5 separate regions of the Mus musculus genome follow, and regions 2, 3, 4 and 5 are each linked to region 1. The links are chromatin contacts, called in public Hi-C and promoter capture Hi-C maps. All regions are on one chromosome and are shown on one strand. The core of a region is the stretch at or near the end of the contact, and the rest is flanking DNA. Distances in the headings are between cores, read along the strand shown.

Evidence for each region. Promoter capture Hi-C pulls out the DNA fragments that hold promoters and counts their contacts. A called contact is a pair of places that touch in the nucleus more often than the background predicts.
Region 2: a contact with region 1 is called in a promoter capture Hi-C map of second pharyngeal arch cranial neural crest, with 11 times the contacts expected there. The contact joins the enhancer-like site here to the promoter of Mlf1 in region 1. A contact is called at or near these places in 14 of 39 promoter capture datasets (the 3T3-L1 cell line, 3T3-L1-derived adipocytes, the HPC-7 cell line and 8 more), 1 of 15 datasets of contacts at CTCF or cohesin (the NIH/3T3 cell line), 3 of 115 datasets of contacts at active chromatin or transcription factors (cardiomyocytes, embryonic forebrain and stem cell-derived neural progenitor cells) and 1 of 9 other capture datasets (pancreatic islet).
Region 3: a contact with region 1 is called in a promoter capture Hi-C map of hippocampal neurons, with 10 times the contacts expected there. The contact joins the promoter of Ptx3 here to the promoter of Mlf1 in region 1. A contact is called at or near these places in 10 of 39 promoter capture datasets (3T3-L1-derived adipocytes, cranial neural crest, embryonic stem cells and 4 more).
Region 4: a Hi-C map of cardiomyocytes shows a contact between it and region 1, with 2.2 times the contacts expected there. The contact joins the enhancer-like site here to the promoter of Mlf1 in region 1. A contact is called at or near these places in 1 of 39 promoter capture datasets (3T3-L1-derived adipocytes), 1 of 484 Hi-C or Micro-C datasets (cardiomyocytes) and 1 of 115 datasets of contacts at active chromatin or transcription factors (heart atrium).
Region 5: a promoter capture Hi-C map of embryonic stem cells shows a contact between it and region 1, with 5 times the contacts expected there. The contact joins the promoter of Veph1 here to the promoter of Mlf1 in region 1. A contact is called at or near these places in 12 of 39 promoter capture datasets (the 3T3-L1 cell line, 3T3-L1-derived adipocytes, the C10 cell line and 6 more), 3 of 115 datasets of contacts at active chromatin or transcription factors (cardiomyocytes and embryonic stem cells) and 3 of 9 other capture datasets (adipose tissue, embryonic stem cells and liver).

The regions. Positions count from the first base shown.
Region 1 is chr3:67,372,693-67,375,392 of GRCm38.p6, reverse strand. It overlaps Mlf1 (myeloid leukemia factor 1), which reads right to left and starts at 1,296. Exons shown (of 7, transcript NM_010801.3): 1 at 1,131-1,296. The coding sequence starts at 1,177.
Region 2 is chr3:66,329,660-66,332,359 of GRCm38.p6, reverse strand. No RefSeq gene overlaps it. Among named protein-coding and RNA genes, the nearest start is that of Veph1, 34 kb to the right of the region's middle. Within about 2 kb of position 1,424, at least 4 of the 459 cell types and tissues checked have an H3K27ac peak or open chromatin away from gene starts, as enhancers often do.
Region 3 is chr3:66,218,532-66,221,231 of GRCm38.p6, reverse strand. It overlaps Ptx3 (pentraxin related gene), which reads right to left and starts at 1,345. Exons shown (of 3, transcript NM_008987.3): 1 at 1,041-1,345; 2 at 181-582. The coding sequence starts at 1,170. The region is part of intron 4 of Veph1 (ventricular zone expressed PH domain-containing 1); the gene reads left to right.
Region 4 is chr3:68,582,925-68,585,624 of GRCm38.p6, reverse strand. The region is part of intron 5 of Iqschfp (Iqcj and Schip1 fusion protein); the gene reads right to left. The region is part of intron 2 of Schip1 (schwannomin interacting protein 1); the gene reads right to left. Among named protein-coding and RNA genes, the nearest start is that of Gm22073, 37 kb to the right of the region's middle. Within about 2 kb of position 1,419, at least 78 of the 459 cell types and tissues checked have an H3K27ac peak or open chromatin away from gene starts, as enhancers often do. A contact at or near this core is called in cardiomyocytes and heart atrium, where this site is marked.
Region 5 is chr3:66,295,446-66,298,145 of GRCm38.p6, reverse strand. Veph1 (ventricular zone expressed PH domain-containing 1) reads left to right here and starts at 1,309. Exons shown (of 14, transcript NM_145820.3): 1 at 1,309-1,543.

The DNA.
Region 1 (2,700 bases), core at 47-2,546:
CATTGATAAAATGAGAAGCCCCTTCCCAAGCAAGGCCAGTTCTGCTGGAGGCAGGTAAAGAAAACAAACAGTGTCCCATGGCAACGTCCAACCACTTCGAAGCAGCCAGCTCAACTCTCCTACTTAGTAGTGCTGTCAAGGTGACAGCCTTCACTATATGAAAACTTGTTTTAAATAACTTAGCACACAACCTCTAATTCCAGAAAGAAGGAGGAGGAGGAGGAGGAGGAGGAGGAGGAGGAGGAGGAGGAGGAGGAGGAGGAGGGGGAGGAGGAGGGGGAGGAGGAGGGGGAGGAGGAGGGGGAGGAGGAGGAGATGATGGCGGCAGTGGCAGCGGCTGCAACAGGTGGACTTCTGTGAGGTCAGCCTGATCTACACCGAGTTCCAGGCCAGTAAGGTTTACATCGGAGTCCTCTCTCAAGCAAAACAAAATAAAAAACACACCCCCCTCCACAGTTTCTCAAGTCAAGGAACTGTCACCCTAGAAAGCACTTCCACCCCTATGTGAAGTTCAAGGGACTTTTTCTGATCAGAAGTTCCACTAATATGGCAGTTATGATCACCAGTTATAAGCCCTGCTGCTGCACAGGAGGGTTTCAGATTCGAGGCCACCCACACACCAAGTCGCCCCAAATAGTCAGCAGCCTGCACCTTGAACCATAGCTCAGGATCCTAGTCCTCGGCTCCCACCAGCAAACCCTCTCCTCACCTCAGGCTTCTAAATCCTCCTCACCCCCATCCTGCTCAGCTCACCCTCTCTCGTGTCATGTCCTCCATCTCTCCATGCCAAATATCCTCAAATCCTCTCCTCACACCCTATATCCTAATGACTCCAGTCCTTCAGCTCCTGTGCCCACTTCTTACGTCCCCCATTCTCCTCACCCGCATTTCTCCTCAGCCACTTCTCACATTTCTCCTCATCCCTATTACACCTTATAGCCTCTTCTTTCCCTCATTTCTCCTCACCCCCACTTCTCACACACTTCTCCTCACGACCACTTTTCCTCACTCCGTTTCTCCTCAAACCCATTTCTTCGCGCCTCCCGCCGGGCGTGTCCCCCCCCCCCCCACGACAATTTGCGGGGCGCAGTCCCCTCGCCTTTTCCGGCGAGCGCGGCTGGGACACTCACGCGAAGAAGGGGTCATCCTCAAAGCTGCTGCTCAGCATCCGGAACATCGTGATCCTGCGGCGGGCGGCGGGCGCGGATGGAAATGGGCGCAGCTCTCTGCGCCGCCACCAGCCTGCTTCCCGCTTGCTTCGCGCGTCTGCCGGCGGCAATCGCCGCGCCCGCGACTAGGGCGGGGCTTGACGCAGGCCGTTTTCCTATTGGTCATGACCTTATGACGTCACTAAGGTGAGGCGGAGAAGGGGGAAGGACATCGCTCGGCTGCTATGGCAACCTCTGTAAACACACTGGCGGCGTGAAGTTTGTCTGGAGGCCCCATCCGCGAGGCTCCTGAGAGACAACTTGGTCTCTCAGGAGCCTCAGGAACCAAAACATTAGACAAGTTCTGAATCACCTTGGCCAAATCGCCCTTAATCCCGACAATTCTCTGGTAGCTGGTCAAATAATGAAAAAAGGTTTTGAGAACAATAGACAAGTGTTTGTATTCACTTCTTGAAGGAAACAAGATGCAGCCTATGAGATTTCAAAAACAAAACAAATACAGTTTTCTGTAATTCTAAAACTCAAAGCAGTGTCTCCCAATACACAAATAACATCTAGACATAGGATCAAATACACAAAAGAAAGAAAGAGAAAAAGAAAAAAAAAGCAAAATGAAAATTGCTCCATTTCAAGGATTAGATCAAATCTTTATCACCTTCCCAACGTTCTTAACAAGCAGAATTTGGGCACAAAATTTGTAGCAAGCAGCCATATCTAGCTAAAATTCTATTTCAATTATTTCCATTACAGTATAAAGGAACCTTCTATTTGTAGTAAGGAAGATGGTTTTCACCTTAAAGCAGTCCAGTACCTCAACGATAGCCCAAACATTTTAACTGATCTTCAAGAAATAGTATCGGTAAGATTGGTGGGAAGTCGGCAACATGAAAGTTTTATTCAATTGTTAGGGTTTGAAAAGTATTATATAGGCCTTCCAAGAACTGGAGGCAGGAGAGAAGGAGAAAGAGGAGGGAAATGACACGGAAGGAAGAAGAAGCAACTTGCACACACCCCCTCAATTCACCTGACCCCACACTCTCCAGCGAGTTCCCTTGGGGAGGTGGAGGGGTGTTCATGGCTCCTTGGGGCCCTGTGGGAGACATATGGCATGCTGCCACTGGGAAGAAGTGACCAGGACTTGATTTGGAAGTGGCAGAAGTACTCAGGGTTATTTTTGGGAGCTGGAAATGTAATCCTTTGAAACGCACCCCCACCCCCACCCCCAAATCACCAGGTTTCTCTGGTCCTCCTGCTCCCCAGAGGACTGGCTTGAGGCAGGGCCAACTTTACAATCTAAAATGACACGGCCCTTCCAGGAAATAAATAGGCTATTTTAATCTTCCTCTGGCCTCAACACGCTGCTCAGAGAGCATGCATGGGTCAGAGGACTTGCAAAATAACTCCATGGCAAAACTGTCTGTACAACACCCGAAATTAGTTTCTGTTTGGCACAAGGCAAATGTTAAAGAGACTATAAAATGAACACAGGCAGTAGCATGACAAACAGTCATATTAAAGCACTTTTGCATTG
Region 2 (2,700 bases), core at 175-2,674, 1.0 Mb after region 1:
AAGATACTCATGTTATTAAAGAGGAATTACTAGGTTCCCATTCATAAGCTTCAATATCCTGCTTAATGGATTCCATACAGTCTAACAGAAACCCAGTGAATGAATTATGGTAAAGCAGTTCACAAACATTATATGGTTTCCTTTTTTTTTAAACTTTTGTTTCCTCTCCGTGAAATAACAATGAGGCACGTAGCTTGAATAAGGTCATTTCTTATAGCAGAATGAAAGCATTAGAGGGACTCTGGTTGTATTTTAGCCTACAGGCAAAACCTCCACAGCTTTATGGTCAGACAGTGCCCCCTTGTGGAAGATGTAAGGTTAGTAGGACTGAACTGCTCTGTGACTGGGATCACTGGCAAAGCTGAAAGAGGCACTAAGCAAAGGTCAAATCCTGAGCCTCTTTGTAAAGAGCGTCCGTCGTGCTGGAAGAAGACACTTTACAAAACAAGGATGGGCGCACAGCCAGATAGGAAGGGGAACTTGGGCCAGTCAAGCTGATGGTCTCGGTTCTAGAAAACTTGACTCACTGAACGATAAAGAGGCACAGCAGAATGGAGAAGGAATGCCTTTGAGCTCAGCCTGTCTGGGTGCAAATCTTAGCTGAGAGTAACTATGACTATAGGATGCTCCGTTGTTGCTCTAAGCTTCGGTCATCCTACCTGTTATCAGATGTCCATTGGTACAGATCAGAAGTATTGTGAGGGCCAAATGAACATGGTGCGCGGAAAGTGTTTTTAGGGCAATGTTTCTAAAAATATCTATTACCTTACCAGAGTGCACTTCAAATCAATGAAAGACACTCAGCTTTTTGTTTTTAAAAATGGCTTTTACATACATGCGTTTCCCAGCCACACAAGAAAACCCATGAAAGTGTGGGACTGGACATGCTAAGCCTTTGTGTAGGACTGTTTGGGAGACAGAAACCAGGTTGATTAGACCTACAAGCATGTGCGCATGCGTGTATCTGGAGCGTATGTAGACTGAGGGAGAAGGCTGGTTAGTGGGTCAACGCACTGTGTCGGGTAAAGGCAGAAATGACAATAATCAGTCAAGGGCCTCAGAAAGGGCTCAGGAGCCATCCTCTGGGAGAACACAAGAGGGTATTCTCAAGCAGCCAGCGCCTCCACTCAAGCACCGACACAGCGCCAATGGGCAAACAAAAGAAAAACAGGAAGACTGTGGGAAGCTTATCTTTTAACTCCCTTAAATGTGCCGCTACCAAGAATAATTCAGGGGTTTAAGAATGTCGAAATGCCCTAAGAATCTCAAGCTGGGGGGAGAAACTCTTGGGCAAGGCAGGCAAGTGGCTTGTGCCTGTGGGCTGAGGGCCTCACCGGTCCTGCCCAACCCTTCAGAGGAAAGCCTGCTGGAGACACACGAACAAATGACTGTACCACAACTCATTCTCACGAAGCCTCCCCAAGTTGGACTTCACGTGCCACTTTCCTAAAAGAGCAATCTGATGGGAAATGACACTACACTTGACTAGCACTTGGAACTCACTCTCCCTTAACCCCCACCCCACAGCTTTAATCACTTGTAAGGAGTGAGTTTTTTTCAGATTTCCCATTTTAATAAAAGGCAGTTCAAGTATCTTGGCCTGGGTCACATGAACTACTGTCTTGCTCTCTGGCTTCTTGCGGCTCCTACCCAGCCAGCTCCTACTTCAAGGTTGGTGACATTTTTTGATGGGTTTCTCTCTCTCTCTCTCTCTCTCTCTCTCTCTCTCTCTCTCTCTCTTACCTGTCAAGCATCAGTGAGAAACCTCAAAAGTGCAGTTAGATTTTGACATATATCTATTTGTGCTCCCGGGCTTTCCGCTGGAACGCCAAGGCCTCCTTCCAAGGTTCTGTTCCTTTGTCCTTATTGTTCCAGCATGTCATCCACTCTGCCTGAGTCAATCTCCTCCCTGTCTGCAGTTACCTCTTTTTACTCTCAGGAAATCATATTTCATGTTTTGCTTCAAAAGTCCTAGGTATTTTAATGACTTTTTTATTCTTCCTTTTTGTCTCTACTTCTTCCTTTCTGCCAAGGCTGGTCCTACCTGTTGGAATCCTGGCCCTCGACTCCTTCCCTTGTGTCCCTGTCTTAGTTAAGGTTTGCATTGCAGAAAGAGACACCATGACCAAGGCAACTCTTACAAAGGACATTTAATTGGGGCTGACTTACAGGCTCAGAGGTTCATTCCATTATCGTGGCAGGAAGCACTGCTGGCAGCTTCCAGGCAGGCATGACCCTAGAGGAGCTGAGAGTTCTACGTCCTCATGCAAAGGAATCCAGGAGCAGACTGTCCTCAGGCAGCAGCTAGGAGGAGGGTCTCAAGGCCCACCCCCACAGTGACACAATTCTTCCAACAAGGCCACACCTCCTCCAACAAAGCCACACCTCCTCCAACAAGGCCACACCTCCTAATAGTGCCACTCCCTGGACTGGGCATATTCAAACTATCACAGTCCTGTTCCATCAAAGGACCCCTCTTAGCCTCATTTATGTGATTTTTCTGTCTTGTTTATGATACTAGCTGTTGTGATTTGAATGTGAAATGACCCCAGAGGCTCTTGTATCTAAACACTTTCTCCACAGCTGGTGGTCCTGTTTGGGAAGGCTGTAGAACATTTCAGGATGCCGAGCCTCCCCTGAAGAATTGTGTTGGTGGAAGTTGGCCTTACGAAATTTGGCAATCCAATTCTTCCTTCTCTT
Region 3 (2,700 bases), core at 96-2,595, 1.2 Mb after region 1:
GGTTTAAATCCTCGTTTTTTTCTTTTGGGTTCCTCGGGCTTGGAAATACTTTTAAAAGGCAATGAGCCTGCCTGGCGTGGTGTGAGCTCTGTGAGTGTGCCTATGAAAAGTACTGGGGCTCTGAGTGTGAGGGTCCCCACAAAAGCTTGCCTCTAGGGACAGAGCCGACCGTGGGCTTACCTGCGGGCAGCCAGTGGCGGGCGACCCAGCTCTGCACGGCGCTCAGGTCGGCGCGCGTCCGCCGCAGTTCCTCCAGCACAGCGCCTAGGCCAGGCACTGTCGCCTCGGGTCGCCGCGCCTCCGCGTCCTCCAGGCGCGCCAGCCTGAGGCTCGCGTCACGGCTCTCCTGCAGCAGCGGCTCCAGCGCCCGCACCAGCCTGGCGTCTGCGGGGCCACCGGCTGCGCACGGCCTCGCCATGCCGCCCGCCAGCCGCCCCAGCTCTGCCCGCAGCCGCTGCAGCTCTCCACGGAGGACGTCGTCGGTGGCCTGCAACAGCATGCCCTCCCGCATCTGCGAGTTCTCCAGCATGATGAACAGCTTGTCCCACTCCGAGTGCTCCTGGCGGCAGTCGCATGGCGTGGCTAGAACGCAGGACACACACAAGTGTTATCAGCTTGTCCTGGGTGGCCATGGGTTGCACTCTTGGTGACTCCAAGTTTCAGCCTGTCCCCAGCAACCGCTCTCCTTCTAAGGATAGCTCTGAAAACAGCGTGCGTGTAAACTCAAAGATGACACAGGACTATTCTTTATAGGACATGTTAAACTAACTGAGAAAATGCCATTAATATAGCTAAAAACAGTTAAAGATTTCGTATAACTTAACTCATCATAAATGTTACAAAAATAATTTAAAACCTCTGGCTTTTCTCAGATAGTCCTTGCTTTCTTGCTTTCCTTTTTTCCCCCAGTCCTTGCTTTCACAAATAAAGTATAATTTTAGCTTGCTTCATTGGCTATCTATGTTAATTATGTTAATCGCGCCCCCCAAAAAGTGAGTTATGTAGTTTTGATACGCTGAGAGAGTTAAAAATGAACTTACGGTCCTCGGTGGGATGAAGTCCATTGTCTATTTCGTTGTCCAAATTCACATACATGAGCTCGTAGTCATCCGAGGTCTCAGCCACTACTGCAGACCAGAGAGCACAAAGCAGGATCGCAGGGAGGTGCATTGCTGGAGAGGCGAAATTTGCTTCGCAGCCGCAGGGGAAGAAGCGAGACTCTACAGTGATCCGAGTTTGAGCCCGGGAGAGATAGTGTGAGGCAGGAGTGAAGCCCTTAATAAACGCTCCAAAGCATGAGCGGGATGAATGACTAATGTCGGTGGCACAGCGCGAGGGAGTTCCCCTGGATTTGGGGGAGGGGGTTGGGTGGGAGGGCAAGGGAGCTGAAGAGGTTGCACAATGTTAAACCACCGAGGTCCACACTGCAGGCAGATTAATTAGAGGCGAGTCAGGGGGAGAAGGGGAGGGAAGCTGGACTTTTCTGGTGCCCCTGAGGATTAGTTGCTGTAACCTGAAGTGCTAGCGCTTTGGGGGGTGAGGAGCACAGAGGTACAGGGCGAATTATCATTTTGGCATTTGGTGTGAGCTTTCATTACTCCACAACCCCTGAAGTTATGGAAAACTTTTTTTTTTCACTTTTCCTTTGGATACTTTCTCAAGACCAAGCTATAGAAAATGATTCCGTGACTCCAAAATAACCCATTAAGAATTTTTATGACTCTAGAAGTCAATCTTGACTAACTAGTCTTGACTCCTCTGGTGGAGCAACTAAAAAACACAGTATGGCTGGGTCAAAACCCAGTAAAACAGGAAAGTGAGGGCGGGAATATAGTGGCTTTAGGTGCTTGGGTATTCTTGACATATCCTATCAAGGTCCTGTTTTAAATTTACATTAGTGACTGTGTGTGTGTGTGTGTGTGTGTGTGTGTGTGTGTGTGTGTAAAACCTGCCCCCTCCCCCAGTGCAAAGTACCTAGATAGGTGTTGATAAGTCATAATAATAGTGATAAAAAATTAAAACATTTGAATAAACTCCAAATAAAGCAAGATCTAAAAAACTACACAGATCTAGAGGGAACCACTCCCAGAGGATACCCCTGAGCTGATACAAGTCTCCAATATACAAAGGAGATGGAGGGGGAGGGTTACCAGTCACATCCTGATCATGATGGCAGGGCTACTACCCTCAGGCCAGGCCTCTCAGAAGGCTGCCTCTTGGATTTCCATAGGTAAATTCCTCTGCTCCTGACAGAGACTCATGAGTGGCTTTCCTGGCCTGAGTGCCCTCACGCATCTGGAATGCACATGCATGTACCATCCACCACAATAAAAATGAATCCACAGTTAAACATAGCTAGACACGGAGGGAACAGGGCATCATAAGCATGAATCAACACAAAGTCAAAAGGCATCAGGCCCCTGCTCAAGAGCTTCACTTATTTGAGATCACGGCTAAAGACAGGGTATGTTTGAAACCGTTAAAGCCATCAGAAAGCGATGGCAATATGAGACAATACGATATTGTTTAAAGGGCAGTGTGGAGCCACAGCTTTGTAAGGTGCTTTTCTCCTAAGGCTGTGGGCTCGAGTTCAGTTTCTAGAGTCCACATTAAGAAACCTGATGTGGTGCTGTGAGGTCCTAATGCCAGTACAGAGAGCCTCTGGGATCCCTGGCTAAACAGCTAAGCCTATTGGGCAAG
Region 4 (2,700 bases), core at 170-2,669, 1.2 Mb before region 1:
ATCTGGACTCTTTGGTGTTTTTTTTTTTTTTTTTTTTTTAATTTGAAAAAAAAAAAAGAGTTGACAAAGAAAACTGTGAGCAGTTCTCTGGCACTGAAGACCACAGGACACTAGAGAAGGACACCCTTGCTCTGCAGGGTTGCATAAGTAATCTGACTGATGGCAGAGTGTCCCAAGGGTCTTTTGTGTACCAGCTTCACCCAGTGGGGGAAGGGCAGACAGCTGGGGTTTCAGGACACAAAGTCACCACCCTGAGCTCTTAGTCCCTGGTTGGAGAACACCGGGGATGAAAAATACACAGGGCAACACGGCCCAGCACATTTAAGTTTTACCCCCCTGGAAGAATACAAATCATTATGAGATAATAAGATCTACAGTAAGCACCTTAAGGAGCCTCCGTATTCCCGTGCAGAGTTTAAGATGCAGACGTCAACGCTGACCAAATCTGAGGAATGAACATGCTAGAAACGTCTTCCTCTGTCTCACTCTGGTCAAAGGCACTAATGGCACCTTTGACTGAATGGAGACCTACAGTTGACTTCTGTCACATCATAAAGGACGGAGGGCTGTGTGTGTTTAGGCCTCTGTGGGCAGACAAGCATATACTTGTAGCTTGATTTCAGGACCTCACCCATATAACTAAAGCTATTTTTACTTGGGCCTGTTATTACCAGACAATTACCACATAAAACATTCCCAAAATATATTTACTGATGTTCAAAAGAAAAGGCCAGCAGCGTACTAACAGATATCGTATCAAGTTTTTAAGACTCCCCAAACTTCTCTGTAAAACTTTTTCTTATTTGTTTTCACTGTTAAAAACAAACTTAGATCTGTTAGCTCTGTCCAGTAATTGTTTCTACTGAACAGCTAAAATATGTCAATAATTAAAAAGAAATCCCTTTGCATAAAATGCTGCTATGCAATGAAGTACATAATAGGAATTGTCTCAACTTTAGAACACTAACATGGATGGTTTTGCTGTTCTTGTATCAATGAGTATAAGCTGGGAAGAATCGGGGTCTCCTGAACTGGGGTCTCCAAGCTTACTGTGGTAAATTCTGTGCATTTAGTTTCTCTTCAGTGTCTAACGGCAATGACCACTGTGTGTGGAATTTGGCATCCTTCCTCAAGGGCAACCTTCCTCCCTCTTAGAAAAATGGTCCAATTGTTTATAAACAAAAGCGCGCCCCCCCTTACCTTTTTATAATTCCCCTCCAAATCCAATGGGGATTCTCGACTGATGATGTCATGGTCCATTCCATCACGGTCCAAATTCATCCTTCAACTCTTTAGAATTTCACTTAAGAAATAACCTCCCATGAATCCTGACAGGCTGAAGTGCCAACTGCCCAGTCCCTTGGTTACCACTCATGCTGGCATAGAGAGCCTGTGCCTGGCTGCAGTGTCCTTGCCCCCTTCTGCCTCAGACACTGCCCCACCCGGACTGCCTGGCTTCTTTCTCCCGGGCACTGGGCAGCTGCCTGCTGTAAGGCGCACTCTGTTCATGACAATTGGCTTGTTGCGAGAGTCCAGCCTGCCTACCATCTGCTATCACCTTCCCTAAATGATCTGGCCCAGATTCTTGTCCGCAGCACCTTTCCTGCTCCCAAAAAGGGAAAGGGCGGGGGGGGGGGGGATAGTAAGCTTCAGCCAGCTGACCCCACCCCAGTTCAGGGCCCAGTGTGAACTGGAGTTTGGTGAGGCACTCTGAAGCCAGTAGACTGGGGGATAAAAATAGACACAAAAACTTGCAGCCCGAGAGAGCTCACTGTGAGCTGAGTCGGGTGCCCCGAATGAAAACTATCATTTAAGGTGACCCGTAAGACACATGTTTGCCATTTTTCTTTTTCCCCCGTGACCAACGAGACGCACTTCATTTCTTTTTTCCAAATTGTTTTTGAGATGTAAAAGTTTCAGAGTCTGAAAGGGGCACTAAGCCCAAGACTAAGGCTGCTTCCAACCCAGAGAAAGCCTTCCCTGCCCCCGAGCATGGCTTTGTCCTGTAATATCGGCAAGAGAAGAAAGGGATCCATCAAGTTTCCTTTTAGGATTCAGCCAGTGGCGGCCTTTTCCACAGAAGCACGCTTGCTTTCCTACTGCTCTTTTTACTCTTTTCCCATGGCTTCTGGGTTTGTTTATGGGTTTTGCATGCAGCCGGGGGAAGGGCCACAGCTGGAGGATGTTTGGCTCAAAGAAGCAGACAAACAGAAGTTCACAGGCACACGCTCGGGCATACTCATACACATTACATTAATACTCCCATAAACAACTAAAAAAAAAAGTGATTGCTTCAAAACAACAGCGTGCAGGGACAACCAGCCACAGAAGAACTCAAAGGCCAAGCTTCCACTTAGCAACGGGCCTTACCTTCTGAAATGTTCACACGGAAAATTGCAAATGCACTCGTCAATCAAATCCTCCGTACACATTCCTGAGCAACAGCAGCATGGCTGAGAACAGTTCTGAAGGGAAATGCCGTTCAATAGAACCTTGTTCCGGCATCTCAACCTCTGCTCACAGGCTCACCTTTAGCTGTTTACCTCCATAAATGTTTTTTAAATTCAATTTGTGTTGGACTTGTGATATAAACACGGCTCAGTGGGCTTTATGGTACCCCTCTTTCTATCAGGCAAATATTTTCTTCTCAGAGCCCAGATCCAAATCTAAATACTTTTATTCCACCTCCCAGCCCCCCCA
Region 5 (2,700 bases), core at 60-2,559, 1.1 Mb after region 1:
GGCAGATTATCCCCTATACACACACACAGACACACACACAGACACAGACACACACACACACACACACACACACACACACACACACCCCGGAAGCAGCAGAAAAGCCAAGCCAAAATCACTCCCATTATGAAACGTGTTGGCACACATGGAAGATGTATCTTTAGGAGAAGCTGGCTTAAGGACTCAAATGAACTCACTGGGGTTTTTTAGTGGCAATACGGCAAGAGCAATATGACTTGATATCTTCAGGCGTCAAAATAGGCAACAAAGATTATTCCCACTGAGATCAAACATTTACCTTTGTTGTTTGATTGATTTGGAAGGGTCCATATGTCTTCCCTAAATCACTCACTATGATTCTCTGGTTAGCTAGGAGCAATTAGGGCTCATCTTGTGTGTACGCATCAACTCTATCCAAAGAATGTGGATTCCCAAGGGGAGATTGAGGGCAATTTTGACTAGAATAATGGGATGCTTGGTGGCAAACAGGAAAAAATAATCCACACTATCTGAATATGGCTTTTGTAATAATTGCCAGTGACAAAGACATACAATATATTTGGTTGTGTACCTTATACCTTGTTTTCTCCCTCTGCTTTACCCCAATGCGCTCACCCAATTTGGCTAAAAGCCCTAGAAAGTCTCAGGAGTATTCTATGCAAGCAAAAACCTCTGATCAATAAAGGAAGCAAGCCTATTTCATACCTGTTAGGGGAGAAAAGAGCCTCCTGATGTATCGGTCCACTGGGTACCACCAATTAATTTATGCATTAGAGGTATTGCGTTCTCCTTAAAAGTCAGAGATCTGTGGAAACATGGGGTGGGTTGTAAGAAATCCCCTATCCATTAGATCTGAGAGACAGTTCCATATTTGGAAGGTAAAGAAAATGAGCAATTTCAATGGACTCAAGAAGAAACCCTGCTGGATTAAAAAACATTCCTAGGGTTTCTTGGGATGTTCCAGACAGTCTTTCAGTGTCTCACTAGCAATACTGATAGAGTAGTTAGAAAGCTGCTCCTTCGGGCACTTGCTACATGGTATTTTTCTTCTATCACGTTTGACTTAAATACCGTCTCATTCCATGACCCCCACCTCTTTCACACATGCCTGCCTAAATGCCCCAAAATCTGATATTAACCTAAAACTTCCTTGATTCTTTAAAGTGGGTTATTCATTAACGGAACCTAAATTACTGGTTGGTAGCAAATCCAATTCTTTTACACTACAAATTGGCCTCCGAGAAACTGCTGTAAGTCTACAGAGGAAGTCAGGGACCCGGTGCCAATTGTTAGATCTAAAACAGAAGTCTGGAAAAGGGAAGAAAGTTACTCATTCGCCTGATACCACACGGTGAGTCCACAGGAGGGACTCAGGCGCAGCGCTGCATGACAAGCTCACAGGGACGTGCCAGCAGCCACCGGCAGGACAGGCAGGCGCTGCAGGGCTGCCTCTGAGCGTGGTCCTGGGTCCCAGCTGAAGTGTTCCAAGGGATCAAGCATTTGCCTTCTGTTGCCTGCACCTGCCAGTGTCCCGTGCTAGGAGGTATGGCTGTCTTCTTTCCTGTCCCTTTGTTCAGCAGGAACAAAAGTTAATCAAAGTGAGGGCCAGAAACTGCAGGCAGGCAAGAACAGAGGAGGGCTGGGAAAGTTGAGCAGAGAAACTTCCAAGGGCTGGCTGATTATGCAGATAAAGTGCACCTAGAAGCTGTGTGCGTGACTGTTTGTGTGTGTACATTTCAGTTTTTAAGCTAAGAATATCTAATTCTCTGTGGGTGGTTAAGACATGTCCCTAGGCCCCTAGGACCAGATAGCTGTGCTGGACACTTACTGTGTACATATTGTTTTACTCCATAACTGCGGTCTTCTTTCCACATATGCATTCACCATGAGAAGCCTTTTGCAATGAGCAGGGGAACAGTCCCTGCTATTGTTTTTTTGCAGAAAGCTAAGTAGGCCCATTCCAGTCGGAGGCTGGACACTCATCGGTGCGGTTCACCACTGCTGCTGTGTGCATATTACAAATCATGATCTAATATAGCTACTTCTTTGGTCTTTCAAATGCACATTCAAATTGGTTTAATGATCAACAGTTGGGTTCAATGGCATCCTTTTTTTTTAAATTTAAACTTTATTAAACCTGGGAAATGATTTGAATTCTTCATACGGCAGAGTAATATTGGAAATTTAAATGACAAAGTCATACACTCAGCACTGGGTATCCTCATGGTTTGAGAATTTGGGCTTGTTTCCTGGGAAAACAAGCCCAATAGAATTTGAATATGGATTTAAAAAACAACCAAGATATATGTTTCTCTAGAGGAAAATATGATCTGCTAAGTCAAAAGTTCCAGATGAAAATGGACATACTTATGAATTCATCCGGAAAGGCTGTGCTTTAGAAAGTTTGTTAGATTTGATAAGTTTCCCCTCATAGTCCACGAAGGGAAACACTTCTCCATTTGTTTTCAAAACTCGCAATTTGTATTTAAAATTACACATGTTGAGCTTTTGATAAATAGATGGTAAAATTGCTATTTTATATGTTCTTACAATATGCATGCTACAAATTTGAACTGTCTGGATTCTGACAAAGCCCCTCAGGTTTGAGTATCTTAGAACTGTTTAGAATAATCTAGCGGTGGTGGCTTTTGGTACAAGTAAAATGTAGCATCATGCCACAGAAGAGGGTCGCAGAGCTGC